Linked DNA regions of Mus musculus: regions 2, 3, 4, 5 and 6 are each linked to region 1. Evidence: chromatin contacts called from public HiChIP or PLAC-seq and promoter capture Hi-C data. All regions are on one chromosome and are shown on one strand. Each heading gives the region's core, a stretch centred on a gene start, on an enhancer-like site or on the middle of the called end of the contact. The rest is flanking DNA. Distances are from core to core; before and after follow the strand shown. Region 1 holds the start of Zfp622 (zinc finger protein 622). Region 2 holds the start of Otulinl (OTU deubiquitinase with linear linkage specificity like). Region 3 has its middle 29 kb from the start of Mir7117. Region 4 overlaps Ank (progressive ankylosis). Region 5 holds the start of Ank (progressive ankylosis). Region 6 has its middle 160 kb from the start of Gm36899.

Region 1 (3,055 bases), core at 407-2,906:
AGTGATAAAAAGCAATACCTAGTAAGGACTTAAGAAATGGGGTGTTGCAGCAGTATGTAGCAGAGGATTGCATTGTTTGGCCTCAGTGCCAGAGCATGTGCCTAATCCTCTAGAGACTTGATACCCCAGGGAGGGGCTTTGCAGGAGGGGGGTCACCCTCTCTGAGGTGAAGGGGAGGGAGTATAGGGGAAAGAACTCTGTGAAGGGGACTAGGAGAGGGCAACATTTGGGATATAATTATAATAATAACAAAAACAACAACAACACAAAAAAAATACTGGCATTATTTTTGACAAAAGGCTCTAGAACCCCCCCCCCCCCAAAGGCATTTGGGCAAAGGTTTACAAAAGGGAGCAAGCTGGCAGAAAGATATTCAGGCAGAATAGCATAGCAACGGATTTCTAACACAATACCAAAAATATACTTGCTTAACCTGTTAGAACAATTGACATTGAATCAGGGTGAGTTAAAGGCAGGGATAGAACAGAGGATTTGCCAGGCAGTGGTGGCATACGCCTTTAATCCAAGCACTTGGGAGGCAGAGGCAGGTGGATTTCTGAAGGTCGAGGCCAGCCTGGTCTACAGAGTGAGTTCCAGGACAGCCAGGGCTACACAGAGAAACCCTGTCTCAAGAAAAAAAAAATCGAACTGATATGAATTGCTGCTGTTATACACACAGGGTCTCCAAGGTTTAGTACCCACGATGGAGCGTAAAATCACAGATAGATCCTTTTAAAGTTTTAGATGCTGAAAGAGTATTTCGATCATTAAAAGCAACTTCACCTAGTTTGACTTTTTTGTTTGTTTGTTTTTATTAGGTATTTATTTCATTTACATTTCCAATGCTATCCCAAAAGTCCCCCACACGGTCCCCCACCCACTCCCCTACCCATCCACTCCCACTTTTTGGTCCTGGCGTTCCCCTGTACTGGGGCATATAAAGTTTGCAAGTCCAATGGGCCTCTCTTTCCACTGATGGCCAACTAGGCCATCTTCTGATACATATGCAGCTAGAGACACGAGCTCTGGGGGTAATGGTTAGTTCATATTGTTGTTCCACCTATAAGGTTACTTTCTCTAGCTCCTCCACTGGGGGCCCTGTGATCCATCCAATAGCTGACTGTGAGCATCCACTTCTGTGTTTGTTAGGCCCGGGCATAGTCTCTACTTTGACTTTTTATATGGCTACTTGGATTTAAAAATCTCACATGTGGCTCGGATTATATTTTGTGGGACAGTGGCTAGGCTGTACTTTCGGCTCCCAGCAGGGAATCTTTTCTGTTCAAGAGCTCTGACCGCCCCCTTCGCTGCAAAGAGCTTGGGTCGGTTTGGCCTCCGGAAGTTCCACGCTGTCGCCACGTTTGATCCCCCTTTCCAGAGGCGCGAGAGACAGTCTTGACGGGATCCATCTCTCAAGAGCAGTCCCAGAACCATCCCAGGCACCCACGCCCTTCTTTCCCTCACAAGCCCATCCCTCTGACCTCGTCACGGCAAGCGACACAACCGCTAAGCCCTCAGGAGGCAGCGGCATCCTCCAGGCACACGCCCACCTTTGATTGACAGGGCGGATCCAGGCGCGAAGAGAGCGACATGAAACTTCGTCATTTCCGGGGACCCAGGCGGGCCTTCTTAAGCCAGCTGCCAAGAGTTTCCTGTGCGAGTCGGAAGTTCCCTCACTTAGAACTCGGAAGTTCCCTCACTTAGAGCCCGGAAGCTGGTGTCTGGTGTGTCTTTTCCTGGCTGTGGGCGAAGGAGGTTCTCTGCGTTTGTGGGACTAGAAGGCGGCCGGTCAGGCTTAGAAGGTTCTCGGCTGGGTCGTCTCTGTCTTCCGGGCCCGGGGATGGCGGCTCTCACGTGCATCACCTGCCGGGTGGCGTTCCGCGACGCGGAGCTGCAGCGGGCGCACTACAAGACGGACTGGCACCGCTACAACCTGCGGCGCAAGGTGGCCGCCATGGCCCCGGTGACGGCCGAGGGCTTCCAGGAGCGGGTGCGGGCGCAGCGCGCGGTGGCCGAGGCGGCGGAGGCGAGCAAGGGCGCGGCCACCTACTGCACGGCGTGCGGCAAGAAGTTCGCCACCTTCAACGCCTACGAGAACCACCTCGGCTCCCGGCGGCACGCCGAGCTGGAGCGGAAGGCGGTGCGGGCCGCGAGCCGGCGCGTGGAGCTGCTGAACGCCAAGAACCTGGAGAAGGGGCTGGGCGCGGACGGCGTCGACAAGGACGCCGTGAACGCCGCCATCCAGCAGGCCATCAAGGCCCAGCCCTCCACGTCCCCCAAGAAAGCGCCCTTCGTGCCCACGGACGAGTGCGGGAGGGCGGCGGCGGGCGCACGGGGCGTCCCGGAGCGAGACCCGACGGAGAAGCCGCCCCGGCTCCAGTGGTTCGAACAGCAGGCGAAGAAGCTGGCGAAGCAGCAGTGGGAGGACGGAGAGGAGGAGGGAGAGGAAGAGGAGGAAGACGACGAAGACGAAGGTAGGTAAGGGTCCTGTCGGGGTTGGGGCGAGCGGGAGGCTCCGGGAGACATCGCGATGGAGACGAAGGGCTGGGTCCACGTTCAGCGATGTCGCCCTCCCCTGAGGCCCCCAGCCCGAGCCTTCTTCAGTGTTTACCTTTGCGACATCCATTCCCAGGCTGGACCCTGACTTTCTTCTTATCCTTTTACCGCAGCCTTTGAGGGAGTGGGGTTCCAGGCCCAGGGCATCCCGCCTGGATTTAAAGATGTTTCCTGGTTTATGACTTTTAACTAGTTAAGCAGATGGATTGTAGGCCTCCATACTTTTTTGGTGTTTTTTTGGTTTTTCGAGACAGGGTTTCTCTGTGTAGCCCTGGCTGTCCTGGAACTCACTCTGTAGACCAGGCTGGCCTTAAACTTTAGAAATCCCCCTGCCTCTGCCTCCCAAGTGCTGGGGTTAAAGGCGAGTGCCACCACTGCCGGGCTGTAGACCTCCATTCTTATGCTTGCTCCCGGACGCACCAAACTTCGTGTGGACCCGAAAGGGAACAGTATTTGGGGATTTCTATAGGACATTTTAGAGTGAGGGCAGAAGTGGTTT
Region 2 (3,055 bases), core at 182-2,681, 1.7 Mb after region 1:
GAAAACAGAACCAGCGAAGAGGATCTCCTATGCTCCTAAGTCCTCCCTCAGCAGTTATATTCGAAAGGGAAACGTTTTCCACAATCTTATCCTTGAATCTCACTTTGTCCTGCAAACCTACAGCAGACCCCACAGACTGAAACAAACGAAAGGTCCCTCTCTCTCCTTGGGCTCAGCGCACTGACACGCCTTGGACTTCGTGCAGAGAAAGGAAACGTTCTTGGTGGTTTTGTTAAGCCAAAGTAGGCATTCTGCAGTCTCCCAAACCAGCTCTTTCCCAGTCATGTCCTTGCCTCTGTTTCCAACTTTCTTTTCTCTGCCAAACTAAAGGAAGAAAGAAACAAAATAAAAAATGTTCGACTGGATACGCCCACAGGAAATACTTGGCTAATTCTATAATAACCTGAGGTGCATAAAGGTTAAACAAATGAGTTAATTCTCTAAACTTCAGAGACTTGGGTAATTTAGTCACAGACTAGGCTGGGAGAGGCCTTCGGAATTAACTTGTCCAGCATGCATTTCACGAATGGTTGATGTCTTGAATAACTCCTACCCAGACACTCTAGGGTGGACTGACGTCCAGACCTCGTGTCCTGAACAGTGTTGCTTCCACTACACAACACAGTGCTGTGTCAGAAGCTCCTACTAGGACGGAGAGCAGCAATTAGGAACATTCCCGGTGTCCAACAACCCCATTTACACACTGAAAGCAAGAACACACACAGCTTAGATTCACTACTAGGCTCACATTCCTTGAGTGGTAGATGGTGAAACACAGGATCCAGCGTGTGGCCCAACAAAACCTAGAGAAACTGAACCACGGACACAGCTGTGGGACCGGAAGAAAGACATTTCATCTCTAAGGTCTTTGGAGAGGACAGACCACTGCTACCCAGTGGGGCAGGGGCCCGAAATGCAATAGCGATCTACTGTCACCCTGTCCCCTTGGTGAGCATTTTTTTCCCCCTAAAGTCAAGAGTGTTCTCTGCGGTTTACAACTCTGGTTGCTGAAAAGGTGTGGGCCACATCCTCTCAAGGCGCAAACCCCGGTAGCTTAGTTTACAACCAAGTTGCTCCCTCGAGGACACCGACCAGCTTGTCCACGCGCCCGGGTACTCCTGGATAGACCCGCCTCTCTCCGATGGCCGGGGACTCAGATGCAACCCACGCACAGCCACGCGCGCGAGGTGTAGCCGTCCCCGCGCCACAAGCACCCTTCGCTCTCCCTCGCCCACCCTCCGCCGCCACTACACCCTCCGGGAGACTGTGCTCATCCCGGCGCCCACCTGAGGTGGTCCGAGCGCGCTCCCGCTCCCGCGGCGCGCTCCTCGGCGCCTCCATGCGGGATGCGCGCCTCCACCCGCGCGCACCCTCCGCTACAGCCCGGCGCCCCGCTCGCTTCTCCGCAGCCGCAGTCCCGAGCTCAGCTACTGTGACAGCCGTCCGTGCTCCCGCCCTGAACGCAGACTGACGCCCGGTGCCGCCACTCAGAAGCTAGGGCGGAGTCTAGGGCGGAGCCTCCGCGCGAGGTAGGCGTGAAGGGCGCGGCGGCGTGGAAAGCTCAGAAGCTCAGCGATGGGAGCGCTGCGGAGGCCGCGGCTCTGCCCCTAGGGCTGCACCTCCACGCTCACCCTGGGCGTTCCACTGGTTCGGATCTAGAGTCCTCTCGGGAGCTCTGCACCAGAGCCAGAGAACTTGGGGAAGAGACTGATGGGCCGAGGGACCGAATGCCCCTCACCAGCTCAGGACAGCTTGGTGCCTCGATTCCCTGTTCACCACGGGACAAACCTGCTATGTCTGCGCCGGAGAGCTAGAGGCTGGGATCCAAAAGCAACTGCACCCGGGGCTTGTTCCACTACGTGGGGCAGGGCTTCCTCGTCTTTCTGCATGGGTCAGCACATTCGGCTAATGCGTGCTTGGAACTGTTTAGGGACGAACAAGAGCATTCTTGACAAAAAGTGGTTCCATAAAGTAATTTCTTAATTGTTAAAAAACAATACAAAAAGCTAACAGAAAAAGTAAATGGCCTAACAAGAAAAGGATACAAGATTTTTTTTGCTCCTGATTAACTAATTTGATGGACCCCTCCTTTTTTCCAGAAGAAGACAAGAGAGGGGGAGGGGAAGAGGGAGGGGGAGGAGAAGAGGGAAGGGGAGAGGGAGGGGGAGGAAGAAGAAGAAGAAGAAGAAGAAGAAGAAGAAGAAGAAGAAGAAGAAGAAGAAGAGAAGAGGAGGAGGAGGAGGAGGAGGAGGAGGAGAAGAAGAAGAAGAAGAAGAAGAAGAAGAAGAAGAAGAAGAGGAGGAGGAGGAGGAGGAGGAGGAGGAGGAGAAGAAGAAGAAGAAGAAAAAGAAGAAGAAGGAGAAGAAGAAGAGAAGAAGAAGAAGAAGAAGAAGAAGAAGAAGAAGAAGAAGAAGAAGAAGAAGAAGAAGAATCATCTCCATGAGTACTTCCTTTTTCTCCAGTGCAGACAGATTCCAAATACAAAAAGACTAGCATGCAAAATATCCTGGCAGCCTCCGGAAAAATAAGCGCCATAACTAAAGAAACATGTGGAAACAGCCTGGAATTTTGTGTGAGTTCAATAGCCTTAGGGCTATGTCAACAAGTCATTGAAACATTGCAAGTCTCTCTGGATCTCAGAACAAAGGATCAAAAGGATCGTACATCTTTAGTCTTGCCTCAGAAATCCCTGTCAGACCAAAAGCCTGAGTCAGCAGCACCAGGCAACTAAGAGAGCTGGCTCAGCGGGACTTGTGGTCCACCGCGAGTGCATTTTCCCTGTTAGTGTATTTCACGAATCCCCGCATTTGCTCGTGAGATTGGTAGGGTAACCTGGGTTCACTGGGGCCCATCTGGTGCCAGTGCAGAATTCAAACTAAGGTCTGACCTCAGTCACTCAAACATTTTTCAGCACAAGTTTCACAGAGCATGGTTGCAAGCTTGCTGTGTTTAAAAATCTCTTGTCCAACTCAGATATTTAACATTGAGGGGGTCGGTTTTCTACAGGCATAAACTATCCCTTGCGTGTCTAGGGGCCCAGTACTCCTACAAAATT
Region 3 (3,055 bases), core at 212-2,711, 1.6 Mb after region 1:
CCAGTTTTAGAACACAATGAAAATGAGCAAGTTCAGAGCGTTAACGGCAACCCGCATTTCCCTGCTGCGTTGGTGAAACGAAGCCCTCTGGAAGTTATTCCTGCACATGTGCAGCAGCTGTCGGTTCCATTTCCTGGCTGAATCCTGTCCTAAGGAAGTCCATATAGAAGCCATTTCGACAGTCCTGCCTATGGTTTTGTTGCTACTAGCATCCGCGTGTTTTTGGTGTGAGGCTTGGGGGATTTTACCCGGAATACCGCTGAGCAGGCTGCACACTCCAGCTTTGTGTCTAAGAAGTGATGAGGGGCTGGTTAAGTGAGGCTGTTCTCAGTGTCTTGGTCCTCTTATCCTAACCAGTCTTTTACTCACCAGTCGCTTCATTTCCTAACCTTCACTAAGATCTCCCCGTTTCCCAGATTTACATATTAAGTTTAGCCCTTTACCCTCAGTAGCTAAAATCTAGGTGAGCGAGCGGTTTTCTTCCTCCAAACTTCTTGTGGTAGCTAAATAACTTATTCTTTACATTGTTTTTCTGCATTATGGTGCTTTTTACTTCCTACCACTTTGGGCATAGTCTTCTTTGAGCCTTCCCCAGCTTCTCTGCCCCGCTCAGAATATGGAAATCCCAATGTCAGCCAGGTCTGAGAAGAGTCTGTAACTCCTACCATCTGTAGCCCTGCCTGCAGACTTTCCCAGGAAAGCCCTGCTTTTCAAGATGTGCCATTATAACCCAAAAGATTAGTTGTTCAAATTCCTCGTGTTTTGTTGTTTTATTAATATCACAGACCCATAATCCCTATGGTTACGACCATCCCACCACTTTAAGACTGGAGGTTTCTTCCTTCCTGGTCTTTTGATTACATCTATTCTGCTTATGTTGGGAGTTTTCCTTGCTTTATTGTTTTGCCTTTTGAAATAGTCTAACTAGCCAAAGATGGCCTGAGACTCATAATCCTCCTGCCTCCACTTTCCATATGCTGATTATACATACTTATCATCATGCCCATTGCATTTGTGAAACCTTAGGAGGTCAAGTTCTTTGTTTCCACCAAGGTATGTGGGATATAGGCATCTTCATATCTGGCTAGCATCAAGGTGAGCTTAGTCACCTGGCTACCTATCCTAAAGGCAATACAGAGATGCGCTGGCCCAAGTAACAGTGGCTTTCCTTGGGGAAGAATGGCAGGCACCACAGGGTAAATTTGCACCTCTCGCCCATTTCCATGACATCCCTCCCTGTCTAGCAGTTGATGAGACACCCTGAACTGTGAACAAGGTGAGGGATAGAGGGATCTCTGAATGCATTCCAACAGGAGACCGTGAGCTAAGCCTTGGTCTAGCCCAGGGAATGAGGCTGGTTTAGGGCAGTACATGTAAGTTAAGATCCCTGGCTCCATCTCCTTCCTCAGATTCCAACTTTAGAGAGGCAGAGCTCAGCAGCGAGTTATAGCACTCTCGTACTCAGGAGATTGAGTAATACTCTTGTCATTCTTTTTGTTTGTCTTGTTCCCCATTAGCACATAGCACTGCTCATGCCTTCTGAAAAACTATAAAACCTACTTGTTCCTCGGCTACACAAGATCGCCACTGGAGCTTGTCCTTTCTCCATTCCTTCTTTTTTTTTTTTTAAGATTTATTTATTATTGTATCTAAGTACACAGTAGCTGTCTTCAGACACATCAGAAGAGGGCATCAGATCAGATCTCATTACAGATAGTTGTGAGCCACCATGTGGTTGCTGGGATTTGAAGTCAGGACCTTCAGAAGAGCAGTCAGTGCTCTTAACCACTTAACCACTGAGCCATCTCTCCAGCCCCTTTCTCCATTCCTATACGTCAGGAGGCATGAAAAAAGTCATTTCCTGGTCTCCACTACCTACCTTCTGTCTGTGAGAGCCCCACACAAGTCCTTGCTATCCACCTTCCAGGTGCATTTCCAGCAGCTGGAACAAAAGCAAGCTGTTCTGTGCACAGCAGGTCTCTCTCTCCTCAGCAAACTCACCAGGACTGTTGTTGGAAGCCTGTTTTGCAGGCAGAGGGCGTCTTTCTCCAAATCTGAGGCATGCCATCCACACCACACCTGAGAAGGACTGCACGACTGAGATAAAGAACGATTTTAGGGAGGGTCAGTAACTTACTTAAGCCCAGCTCATCATGCTTAGAGTAGGTAGTAGAACTGTCCTTCAACCCAGACCCACAGCCCAGCGTATACACCTTTAGGTGCTGTGCTGGTCACATCATCTCGACTAACTTCAGCTACCAACAACACACCAAATCCTAACCCCTCTACCCACAGAGGCAGAAGATGTCAGAGTGGGTCTCAGGACAACACAGGCCTACAATGGGATGCTACAAAGTTAACATGTGGGTCTCAGTCTGTCACAGTCCTTAAAAGTAGACATTTAACTGCAGCAGCAGAACAAGCTTCTAAGTTTTATTTTCTAAGTTTATTTTTAGTTCTTTCCATAATCCTTCGCATCTGAGTATGTTAAAGGGATCAGAAGCAAAGACCCAGAGTAGGCTCAGCCTCTGACCTTGAAAGACCTTGAAGACGAGAGACACTACAGACGACAGGAGACTCTCACCGCACCAGCCAGGCATCTGAGATGAGTTCACAGTGGGACGCAAGACCCCAAAGCGCCCACATCGCAAGGTTATGCTTTCAGGGCAGTGAGCATCTGACCAAGGCTGCCATGTCCTGGTGAGATTAGAGCAGGCTCTGCTACTCAAGGCAGCAAGAGCACAGCGAGGTCATAGTGCAATCGCCCATCATGATGAACCCCGGGGAGGGGAGGGGAGGGGAGGGGAGGGGAGGGGAGGGGAGGGGAGGGGAGGGGAGGGAAGCACCTTCCCATAGGCAGAATCTAAAACTGGGCTGCCATCCTCCCCAAGGTACTAAGCTGCAGGTGACAAGGCCAAAGGCCTTCCATAGGCAGAGCAGAAAGGAAACGAAGTTCATTGCCTGCACTCCCCCGGGGAACCTCGAGTCGCAGCCTCTGATGGCTGCTGTGGTCTCTCGTAGGACTGACTACCAGAGTTTTAGCACCACTTATGGG
Region 4 (3,055 bases), core at 307-2,806, 1.6 Mb after region 1:
TGGCTTGTGTGGAAAGAGTTGGTGCACAGGAAAGAGGAATAGGAAGAGAGTCACTGCTCAAAGGGAAAAGGGTCACGGCTCCTGTCAAGTTCCTAGGATAGAAATTGTGTAAGCAAATGTTTTACTGGGTGAGGAGGATTGACCATTTGCATGAAGTCTTACAAGATGAGGTAAATACAAAGATTTAGTTCCTTGTCCTAAGACAAATGTTCTCGTGTTTGACAGTCAAGGCTCATCTTGACATTTCTCCCATGTTCGGGGTGTCACAGAGCACCCTCTGTGAAGACCACACAACAGCCAGGAGAATGTGGAAGAGCAGGTGTTTATAAATTAGCCATGGGCCACCAGACTAAGGCCAAGCCCAGCAAGACCCAGGCAGCCATATTCCAGCCGGTCCCTCCTGGAGTCCTCGTTTGGGATCCTACTGGACTCCTGCTTCTGGCATCTCCTAAAGTTGGCTGTCACTTGGGCGTCTTTCCGCAAGTTGGCAGCATGATCTGAGCCTCCGAACATCTAATTATCACAGCATGTTCGGCATCCCTCCTGTCTGGTGAGGCCTTCAGACCCTCTTCATGCAGTCTGTGCACTCTTTCTGGCTTTAAGGCAGCACTGTGCCCTAAACTGGTATGTGTTGCTACTGCAGGATGCCAGGGCCTGAATAATTTTAGATATGGGAGCCTCTGGAGAGGAGAGGGTAGACAGGCACTTGCTGGGGGCCCTGCCAATCCAAGCCTGTGCTCATTCCACAGCTGGTTGGTCTGTCAAGCCCTGATGTCAGAAGGCACGTGAGTGCCATCCCAGCAGAGGCCCACCCAGCCCTGTGGAGGAGAAATTTGGTACTCTGAAGGTCTTAGTCCAGAGGGAAATCTTCACTATCAGGCCTTCCTTTGACACAGGATCCCTCTTTTGAGTCACAGGTCCCTGCCAACGCTGATAGGTTTGGTGTGATCCAACATTGGTGGGCTCCAAGGATTCGCCTCCACCTTTGAAAAGCTGCAAGGTCACCTACATGCTGGTATTCATAGTGTCTGATTCCCTAGGAGAGCCATGTACTGGTTGATACAGAGACACTGGATCAAAAATGCCCATCTTAGGGGCTTGAAGCTGGAATCCGGGTCTGCAAGGCCTCCCACGTCCTCAGTTTCCCCATCTCAGAGTGGCTTGCTGTAATTCAAGGGCTGCCTGGCTTGACTCCCTTTTTGTCTGCTACTCTTGTTTAAGAGGCAGCATGTGCCCGCGCTGGCTGCAGCAGGACCACCTGCTGTCACCCCAGCATCCCAGGGAAGCTGCAGTTCAGTGAGGCTTGTCTCTTCTGGAACCCCACAAACTAGAAAATGTCAACACCCAAGTTGTTAAAGGTTAAAAGCCACTATCAGAGGTTCTGTTCGGGTGGCCTCTTTGTCCAGATTAGCTGTTGAGTTCCCATGAATGACCCAGTCTTACCTCCCTGTTGCTAAACTACCCTCCTGGGCAGCTGTCACTCAGCCTTCCAGGGTGACTGCTGGGGCCTGTCCTAGCCTTGGTACCATGCTGACCCTTTGTCTAGAACAAAGGCTGCCTGTGTCAGCCTTTGTTTCTGCTGTGGTCCCTCCCTCGAACCATGAGGTGGAGACTGCTTCCTCACTGTTCCATTATCCAGCAGAAGAAAATGCCTCCCTTGTGTGAGGGGGAGGGGAAGGGGTAGAAGGTAAATGGACAGAGGTCCAGGCGTTCTCAGACCAAGTCAGGATGCGGTTCTTTCCAGTGCCTTGGGGCATCCTGGAAATAGGGAGAGGGGCCTGGTAGAGGGCCCTGTCCTAGAGCATCTGTGACAGAGGCACCATCCCAGAATCGTATAAGGACTATGTGAGAAAAAACATGGAAAGTTCTTGGCCTGGGGTAACTGCTCAGAGTCTGTTGCACAGAGCTGTTTCCCTCCCCGCCCGCCCGGTTCTCTGGGAGCTGTCAGGGTAGGGCTTGTTAATTCAGCAGCCCCTGCAGAGCCGAGAGTTTGTCTCATGGGCTGGAGAGACTTAGGCATCCAAACAATGAAAACTGGTCTCCATGCCTTCCTCGTAATAGACTGTGCATGTCCACATGTGCTGTGAGAAAACAGATGATCAAGCATGTTGTATTGTTATCATTTTCCCCTTTTCTCAGAATTTGGTGGCATTTATGTGTGTGTGTGTGTGTGTGTGTGTGTGTGTGTGTGGTCATGGGTGTATGCAGATACACGTTAATCATGTGTGTTCACGCTGAGGTTGATGTTAGGTGTCCTGCTCCATAGCTCTCCACTTTGGATACTTTAGTTATTTTATTATTTTTGTTTTATGTGTGTTGGTATTTACCTAAATATATTTCTGTACATCATATGCACGCAGTACCCTCAGAGACCAGAAGATGGCACAAGATCACTTGGGACTGGACTCACAGATAATTGAGAGCCACCATGTGGGTGCTGGGAATTGAACTTGGCTCTTTTGGAAGAGCAGCCAGTATTTTTAACCATTAAGCCAGCTCTCTAACCCCCAAAGGGGTTTGTTCATTTCAGCTTTCACTAGAAATCCCTTGTCTTTGCTCCCAAGGGCTGAGACTCCTGGTAGCCAACAAGTCTTCACGGCATCGAAGGTGGGCACTGGTTATCTGACCTCTGGCCCTTGGGCTTGCATAGCAGAAACTTTATATCCTGATCCATTTCTTCAGCTCCCTTTGAAAACATAGTAGTCGTAGTCAAATACACATAATACAAACTTAGCATCTTGCCCATTGCGACTTTACAGTGAGGTACGGTCCTATGGTTGATTGTACTACCTCCTCGCATCCACAGAACTCTCAACCAACTGAATGTGTTTTCATTAGGCCCCATCCCCTAAGTTCCAAATTCTGAAAAGCTACTTACTGAAAAGCTACACTGAAGCTAGCATGTGGACCTTTCTAGACATCCTTCAGACCTGTTAAGGACTAGAATGGAACATTCTGTAGATACCTCCTGTGGAGCTGGCAGGCCCCGGACACCCAGCTCCTCTTCTGCTTGGTGCATGGCACCCCCTGCTGTTTGAAATGTCGCCTTGCTTCC
Region 5 (3,055 bases), core at 408-2,907, 1.5 Mb after region 1:
ATCTGCACCAGAAAGTTAATGTCTCAAGCTCTTATTTATTTACTTATTTATGTATTTAATAAAGGCAAGGTCTCCCTACAAAATCCTAGCAGGCTTGGAACTCATTATGTAGCCAAGATTGGCCTGGAACTTACAGCAATCCTCCTGCCTCTGATTACCTTCAAATATAGTATTAATATGAGCCTTACAGAGATAAAGGGAATGGGTTCATTTCTTAGGACAAAATACTTGAATGTTTTAAGTAATACACAAGTTTAACTCATTATGTTTATTTTAAAAGATGTGTCAAGGCTATACAGAGAAACCCTGTCTCGAAAAACCAAAAAAAAAAAAAAAAAAAAAAGATGCATAGGAAGATACAAGTTGAACAAACCATCTATCTCAACTGCTACAGAATGAAAAGCTAAGGCCCCTTGTTCAGAAATTCATCATTTCAAGAGGGCAAGACCAGGGTTTGAAGAAAACGATGTTTCAGCAGTTAGGAGCACCGACTGCTGCTCTTCCAGAGTCCCGGGTTCCATTCCAGCACTCATATGGTAGCTCACAATGTTCTGGAATCCAGGAGAAGCTCCAATGCCCTCTTCTGGGCTCTGTGGGTGCTGGACAAGCATGTCATGCACAGACAGACATGCAGACAAAAAAAAATATCTGCCCATAGACATAAAATAATAAAATAAATATTAATGAAAAGTATTAAGGCAAAAACAGAGAGCCAAAGCAGGCACAGGACCCTCTACGAGCTAAGCTTTTTTGTGTGACTGTACTCGTCTCTTGGAGGCCAGCCCCGCCCTGCTGTGAATGCTTCAGTCACTGGCTTGGACCCTTTTTTCATACACTATACTGGGACACCGGCTGATGCTGGCTTTGTCAAGCTTTTCAGTTTTAGGTAAAAGTCTCAGCTCAGCAACTGATTTATCATGAAATCACTGGGGACATATTATAACACAGCCGAGCAGATTTTCTTTCCTTTTTTTTTTTTTTAAGCATATTTACCGGTCGACTTTTAAATAAGTAAACGGTTGCACATTACTAGCAAAAGCTGGAGACCGGTATGGAGCATCCCAGAACCCTAGTCCAGGACGGACAGTCAGTCCCTGCCACCCGGTGTATTTTTCCCCAGGGTCTGCAGATCTCTGTCACGAGAGATGCGAGATGCTCGTTTTGGTAAACCATCCTTCTCTCCCACTAATGCAGCCGTATCCCCATCACCCTAAAGCAGCTCCCAGTCCGCCTCAAGGCCGCCCGGACGCCGAGGCCTTTCCAGCTCGGTTGTCCCCGAAGCTCTACTCCTGGTTCCCAACTCTGGAGACGGCGCTCACACGGCCTTGCCGGACGCTCCGGGGACAGCATGGGGCTGTCGGTGTCGGGTCACCCGGAGTCCCCGCCCGCTCGCCCGCCCCGCCTGACTCCCCGCTCCGCGCGCTCGGCTCAGGCGGCGCCCCGGTCCCCCGCGGGCGCGGACGGCAGTGGCCTGTGCGAGCGCAGCGCCCCCCGCGGCCGAGCCGTGCGCAGCGGAGCGGGGAGGCGGCGCCGGGCCGGCCCCCTCCCGGGTCGCCAGCGGTGTCGCGCCTCCGCCCGCCCCTGATTTCCTCCGCGCGGCGCGGCGGCGGCGGCGGAGGCGCCTCGTGCGCGCGGTTATTTATTTATTTCCGGGCCCAGAGCGCTTATAATGGAGCCGCTGTCAGCAGAAGCCTCTGCTGCCGCCGCCGCCGCCGCCGCCGCTGCCGCCGCTGCCGTCCCTGTCCCTCCTCTCTTTCTCCCCGGCAGATCTTTGTTGTGTGGGAGGGCAGCGGGGATGGACTTGAGCTCGCGGCTCTCCTGCTAGAGCAGCAGCGCTTGGAGAGGACGCCGCCGCCGCCGCGAGCAGCCGCCGCCCCAGGCCCCGCCGGCCGCGGCCTCCGTCCCCGCGCTGCGCTCCGCGCGCCTCCCAGCACAGTGCCCTCGCGGCGGCAGATGAGTGTGGGGTCAGCCCACGGCGGGGACTATGGTGAAATTCCCGGCGCTCACGCACTACTGGCCCCTGATCCGGTTCCTGGTGCCCCTCGGCATCACCAACATAGCCATCGACTTCGGGGAGCAGGTAAGCCCGGCCGCGCCCGGTGCGCCTCGCTCGCCCAGCCTCGGCCTTGGATGCCGGGCGCCGGGGGGATGCGGGAGGAGAGGAGTCACCTGCTCCGAACCCCCTTTACCCTGGACCATTTGACGTGGCTTTGCGGCTTGTCGAGGGTGACTTTTGCAGCGCCCCATCCCCTCCCTCCGCAGATATTGGAGACTTTTCCAGCGTTCTTTGGAAAATAGCAAGCGACGGGATGATGGGGAACTTCACCTATAGAAAGGGGTTTAGTGCTCGGGATGAGTATTATGTAATTTGTGATTATGTAAACCTCGGGCCCAGAACTGCATGTAGTTTCTAGTAGCATTTAGTGCTGGCTTTTTACTTGCACAGGGTTTGGTGATGGTAGTGATGGTGGGAGAATTTGCCTTACAATGTCTCCAAGTTGATTTCCCACGTACTTCCAAATTTACATCTTTGCATGTAGCCTAGGTAAGGATTAGGGGTGTCCAGGAGGTACCTTGCCTAGAGGATCACTGATTATATCTACTTTAGGATATCTGTTCTCTCTCTCTCTCTCTCTCTCTCTCTCTCTCTCTCTCTCTCTCTCTGTGTGTGTGTGTGTGTGTGTGTGTGTGTTCTCTCTCCTCTCTTCCTTCCACCCCTTTGGACGAGAGCACATTTCTGGTGCTGCCTTCTCATTCTTTTTTCACGCTATCTCCATGTGGCGTCATTACCAATCTGGTGCTGCAGGCTCTCCCGTGGCGGTGAGGCACTGGTACCCTTTTGCAGGGCTTCCTGGCAGTTGCAGTTACAGCCTAAGGTCCGGGAGAGGGTTTGGGGGTGGGAGCTGGACCTTTTCAAAAGTGTAAGATAGACCTACTTTTGCAAATGTACTATTTTTTCCTTTCAAAGCAGTGGGATAAACCCTCTTTTGTTCATTAAGGGGCTCTGGATGGAGGCGGGAGTGAGGAGTTTCTGACAGTCACTGGGTAGGCAGGT
Region 6 (3,055 bases), core at 266-2,765, 1.3 Mb after region 1:
CACACACACACACACACACACACACGTACACGTACACGAGTCTAAACATTGTGTAACCTATTCTCTAACTGTTAGTAGAGAAAGGACCTTCAAACAGAGATGAACAAGTAGCAACTTATCCATGACCCTCAGTGTCTGATATGCAGGGATGTAATTCAAGCCCAACCACTTGAAGCTGGGGTTATAGCTCCTATGTGCTTGTCTAGTATGCATGAAGCCCTGGGTTTGATCTCTAGCACAACATAAAACAGTGTGGTGGTGCACACCTAATCCTAATTCGTGGGAGGAAAAGATAAGAAAATTAGAATGTGAGGGCATCCTTGGTTATGTAGTGAGTTCAAGGCCAGCCTTGAGATCTTGCCTCCAAAACTAAACAAAGCAAACCCAGAGAATAAACTGCCCTCCTCTCTATGGGAGCGATGGAGTAGCTGAATGATGTCATAGCTCCCTGTGCCCTTCATCTGAGTATGATAGCATTGTACCCAAGCTTGCCTGTAGGTAATGTAAGAACAGAAAAATATAATAGAAAAGCCAAAAGAAAGAAAAACAAGATTGGGTTTGACAAAGTTGTTGAGTTCCACCACACACACACACACACACACACACACACACACACACACCTCCTCTTCTTTTCTTGATCTACAGTTAACTTCTAGGTTCAACATGTCAGCCCAGGGCAAGAATTTAACACAAATCCCCCAAGCTCCTGGGTGGTTTACAATCTAACTATCTGGGCATGTCTACAAAGCCACTGGCAATCTTAAGTTGTGGTTCCAGACAGTTATTGAATTAAGGAAGAAACTTTTTCATTGTCTGAGTTAAATATGATCCAAATCCTTTCATGACCAATATTTTCTACCTTTTTACTTTCTCATAAGATGATGATTTATCCGGAGGAGGAAATAGATATTAGAAGCAAACGGCAAAGTCCTGCTAACTGGTGAATCCGCCACTGTAGAATTACCACCAGCAATGAGAAAACATCCATCAAGCAGACACTGCGCTGTAGAGTCTGTGAACATCAGCCAAAGCGGCAGCCGCAGTCCTGTGCTCCCAGTGTAAAGGCATTCCAAAACCAGAGAACAGAAGCCAGGGTCCCCAGTTGTCCATTTTGCTCTTCAGACGAAACCTCATTACTGTGAATCATTACGTTCTGGTAGCTTTATCTCTCCTGCCTTTAAGCCGCAAGGCTGCAAATTGCCATCTGATGCTTGGAACCTGACCATCAATAATAGGTAACTTTTGGGCTGAGACATTGTAGAAGCACAAAAGACAACCTCAATCTTTTGAAGAATACCAGGGAAAAAAAAACAATAAAAAGTGATCAAGATAGCAGGTTGGCTGCACGGACTACCTCCTTTCCTGTCCCAGCCTATAGAAATACCAGAAAAGGGTTTGGGGATATGGGGAGAGGAGGGGAGGTCTGTGAGCACCTGTGCACAGGCATCACAGGGACGTGAGGTGCTCTGAATTCTTAGTCACCAGGAAGCAGAACTCTTTGATAGGATTAGGAGGTGTGGCCTTATTGGAGGAAGTGCGTCACTGGGGGTGGGCTCTGAGAGTTTCAAAAGCCCACACCCAGGCCAGCGTTTCTTCTTTTTACTTACAATCAGGATGTAGCTCTCAGGTGTAGCTCTGCATGGCACCATGCCCCTGCCAAGACGATAATGGTCTAAACCTCTAAAACAGTAAGTAAACCCCCAATTAGATGCCTACTTTCATAAGAATTGCCTTGGTCACAGTGTCTCTTCACAGCTATAGAACTAAGACAGAGGTTCTCACTGCCTGCTTCTAGTTGCCTCCCTTCTTGCTTCCTCCCGCATCTGCCTAAGGTTCTGCCTGGCCCCCAGCTCTAGCTGCCAGCTCTTTATTATGCCAACAGCCTCAAGCCTGATCCAGTCAGCAGCAGGGCAACGCCCACTCCAGCTCTTTACTATGCAAACGACCTCCAGCCTGAACCAATCAGCAACAAGACAATGCGCACTCCAGCTCTTTACTATGCAAATGACCTCCAGCCTGAACCAATCAGCAACAAGACAACGCCCACTCCAGCTCTTTACTATGCAAATGACCTCCAACCTGAACCAAACAGTACCGGGACAACACCCAATCCATCCCTTTGGGTTGCCCTTTGGCACCGAGGGCTGCTTGACTTCCCTCCACCTTGTAGCTTGCGTTTTAGTAAGCTAATCTCAGAGAAACGTCTTTTGGGCCTTTGAAGAAAGACAAGCATTTACATAAAGAAGGCTTGTAACGGGCTATGGAGAAGACAACACCAAACATTCTGCGCAATGAGAGGATGTAGGTCATCCCAACTGTGGCAAAATCGGGTGAGGACTTCACACCACTGTGGCTCAAGGCAGAGAGCCGAAGGACAAGCCGAACACATCTTGTTATACCCAAGTTGCAGGGACCCCCAAAGACCACCGAGGAGCCAATTGCAATATAAACACACAAGGGTCTTTATTACACGTTTGCAAGCAAGGTTGCAGCGGGTCAGAGTGAGGCCCTGAGTCTAGGAGTGCAATATATGTATTATAGTTACAGCAAGCTTGTGCAATTTCCATACAGGTCAGCAAGTTAGTATTTAAAAACTGCATTTCTGGGGTAATCTGCAGGAACTGAACATGGGGACAAACCACCTGACAAACAGGATGGCTAAGTGTATTCTCTGCAGGATGTCTTAAGCTATCTCAATGTACCTTGACCCTGCTATTGTAGCCTGACGGGCTGTTGCTAAGTGCGGTGTGTTGTCATAGGATGCTTGCTCCTGAGGACTCTGTTATTTTCTTCCTGGAATTGGAGTTTAGCCCCTGGTCTGGTACAAAATGGAGTTTCTTCAGAAACGGAATTGTTTGGGCTTTACAATCTAAGGGACAAAGCGTGAGAGAAAGAACAGCCTCACTTTACAAGACCCCATTCTCAAGACTGCTAACCTGCTTCTGTGAGAACCAACCCAGTCCTGAAGGAAGGCCTTAGATCTTCTCAGTACTTAATTAATTACCTGTTAAAGACCTCATAATAGACACTGACTCCCAACAGGAGCTCCAAGGGG

Evidence for each region. Promoter capture Hi-C pulls out the DNA fragments that hold promoters and counts their contacts. HiChIP or PLAC-seq counts read pairs in DNA pulled down with a chosen protein or histone mark. Capture Hi-C pulls out chosen DNA fragments and counts their contacts.
Region 2: a contact with region 1 is called in a promoter capture Hi-C map of embryonic stem cells, with 4 times the contacts expected there. The contact joins the promoter of Otulinl here to the promoter of Zfp622 in region 1. A contact is called at or near these places in 1 of 39 promoter capture datasets (embryonic stem cells) and 2 of 9 other capture datasets (adipose tissue and liver).
Region 3: a contact with region 1 is called in an H3K27ac HiChIP or PLAC-seq map of microglia, with 10 times the contacts expected there. The contact joins the enhancer-like site here to the promoter of Zfp622 in region 1. A contact is called at or near these places in 1 of 15 datasets of contacts at CTCF or cohesin (large pre-B cells), 4 of 484 Hi-C or Micro-C datasets (the N1E-115 cell line, cortical neurons, palatal mesenchyme and 1 more), 5 of 115 datasets of contacts at active chromatin or transcription factors (astrocytes, embryonic forebrain, forebrain and 2 more) and 2 of 9 other capture datasets (adipose tissue and macrophages).
Region 4: a promoter capture Hi-C map of embryonic stem cells shows a contact between it and region 1, with 4 times the contacts expected there. The contact joins the enhancer-like site here to the promoter of Zfp622 in region 1. A contact is called at or near these places in 1 of 39 promoter capture datasets (embryonic stem cells), 1 of 484 Hi-C or Micro-C datasets (cortical neurons), 3 of 115 datasets of contacts at active chromatin or transcription factors (forebrain, large pre-B cells and microglia) and 2 of 9 other capture datasets (adipose tissue and liver).
Region 5: a contact with region 1 is called in a promoter capture Hi-C map of adipose tissue, with 2.6 times the contacts expected there. The contact joins the promoter of Ank here to the promoter of Zfp622 in region 1. A contact is called at or near these places in 2 of 39 promoter capture datasets (embryonic stem cells and hippocampal neurons), 4 of 484 Hi-C or Micro-C datasets (cerebral cortex, cortical neurons, embryonic stem cells and 1 more), 1 of 115 datasets of contacts at active chromatin or transcription factors (astrocytes) and 1 of 9 other capture datasets (adipose tissue).
Region 6: an H3K4me3 HiChIP or PLAC-seq map of embryonic stem cells shows a contact between it and region 1, with 5 read pairs. The contact joins the enhancer-like site here to the promoter of Zfp622 in region 1. A contact is called at or near these places in 2 of 39 promoter capture datasets (hippocampal neurons and pre-B cells), 1 of 15 datasets of contacts at CTCF or cohesin (large pre-B cells), 3 of 484 Hi-C or Micro-C datasets (the N1E-115 cell line and cortical neurons) and 2 of 115 datasets of contacts at active chromatin or transcription factors (embryonic forebrain and embryonic stem cells).

Annotation. Positions count from the first base shown.
Region 1 is chr15:25,982,710-25,985,764 of GRCm38.p6, forward strand. It overlaps Zfp622 (zinc finger protein 622), which reads left to right and starts at 1,657. Exons shown (of 6, transcript NM_144523.3): 1 at 1,657-2,474. The coding sequence starts at 1,841.
Region 2 is chr15:27,680,111-27,683,165 of GRCm38.p6, forward strand. It overlaps Otulinl (OTU deubiquitinase with linear linkage specificity like), which reads right to left and starts at 1,432. Exons shown (of 8, transcript NM_001242423.1): 1 at 1,287-1,432. The coding sequence starts at 1,341.
Region 3 is chr15:27,599,255-27,602,309 of GRCm38.p6, forward strand. It overlaps a transcript of Otulin not described here. Among named protein-coding and RNA genes, the nearest start is that of Mir7117, 29 kb to the left of the region's middle. Within about 2 kb of position 1,462, at least 7 of the 459 cell types and tissues checked have an H3K27ac peak or open chromatin away from gene starts, as enhancers often do. A contact at or near this core is called in macrophages and microglia, where this site is marked.
Region 4 is chr15:27,580,250-27,583,304 of GRCm38.p6, forward strand. The region is part of intron 8 of Ank (progressive ankylosis); the gene reads left to right. Among named protein-coding and RNA genes, the nearest start is that of Mir7117, 10 kb to the left of the region's middle. Within about 2 kb of position 1,557, at least 48 of the 459 cell types and tissues checked have an H3K27ac peak or open chromatin away from gene starts, as enhancers often do. A contact at or near this core is called in embryonic stem cells, where this site is marked.
Region 5 is chr15:27,465,020-27,468,074 of GRCm38.p6, forward strand. It overlaps Ank (progressive ankylosis), which reads left to right and starts at 1,658. Exons shown (of 12, transcript NM_020332.4): 1 at 1,658-2,080. The coding sequence starts at 1,985.
Region 6 is chr15:27,302,501-27,305,555 of GRCm38.p6, forward strand. No RefSeq gene overlaps it. Among named protein-coding and RNA genes, the nearest start is that of Gm36899, 160 kb to the right of the region's middle. Within about 2 kb of position 1,516, at least 19 of the 459 cell types and tissues checked have an H3K27ac peak or open chromatin away from gene starts, as enhancers often do. A contact at or near this core is called in embryonic stem cells, where this site is marked.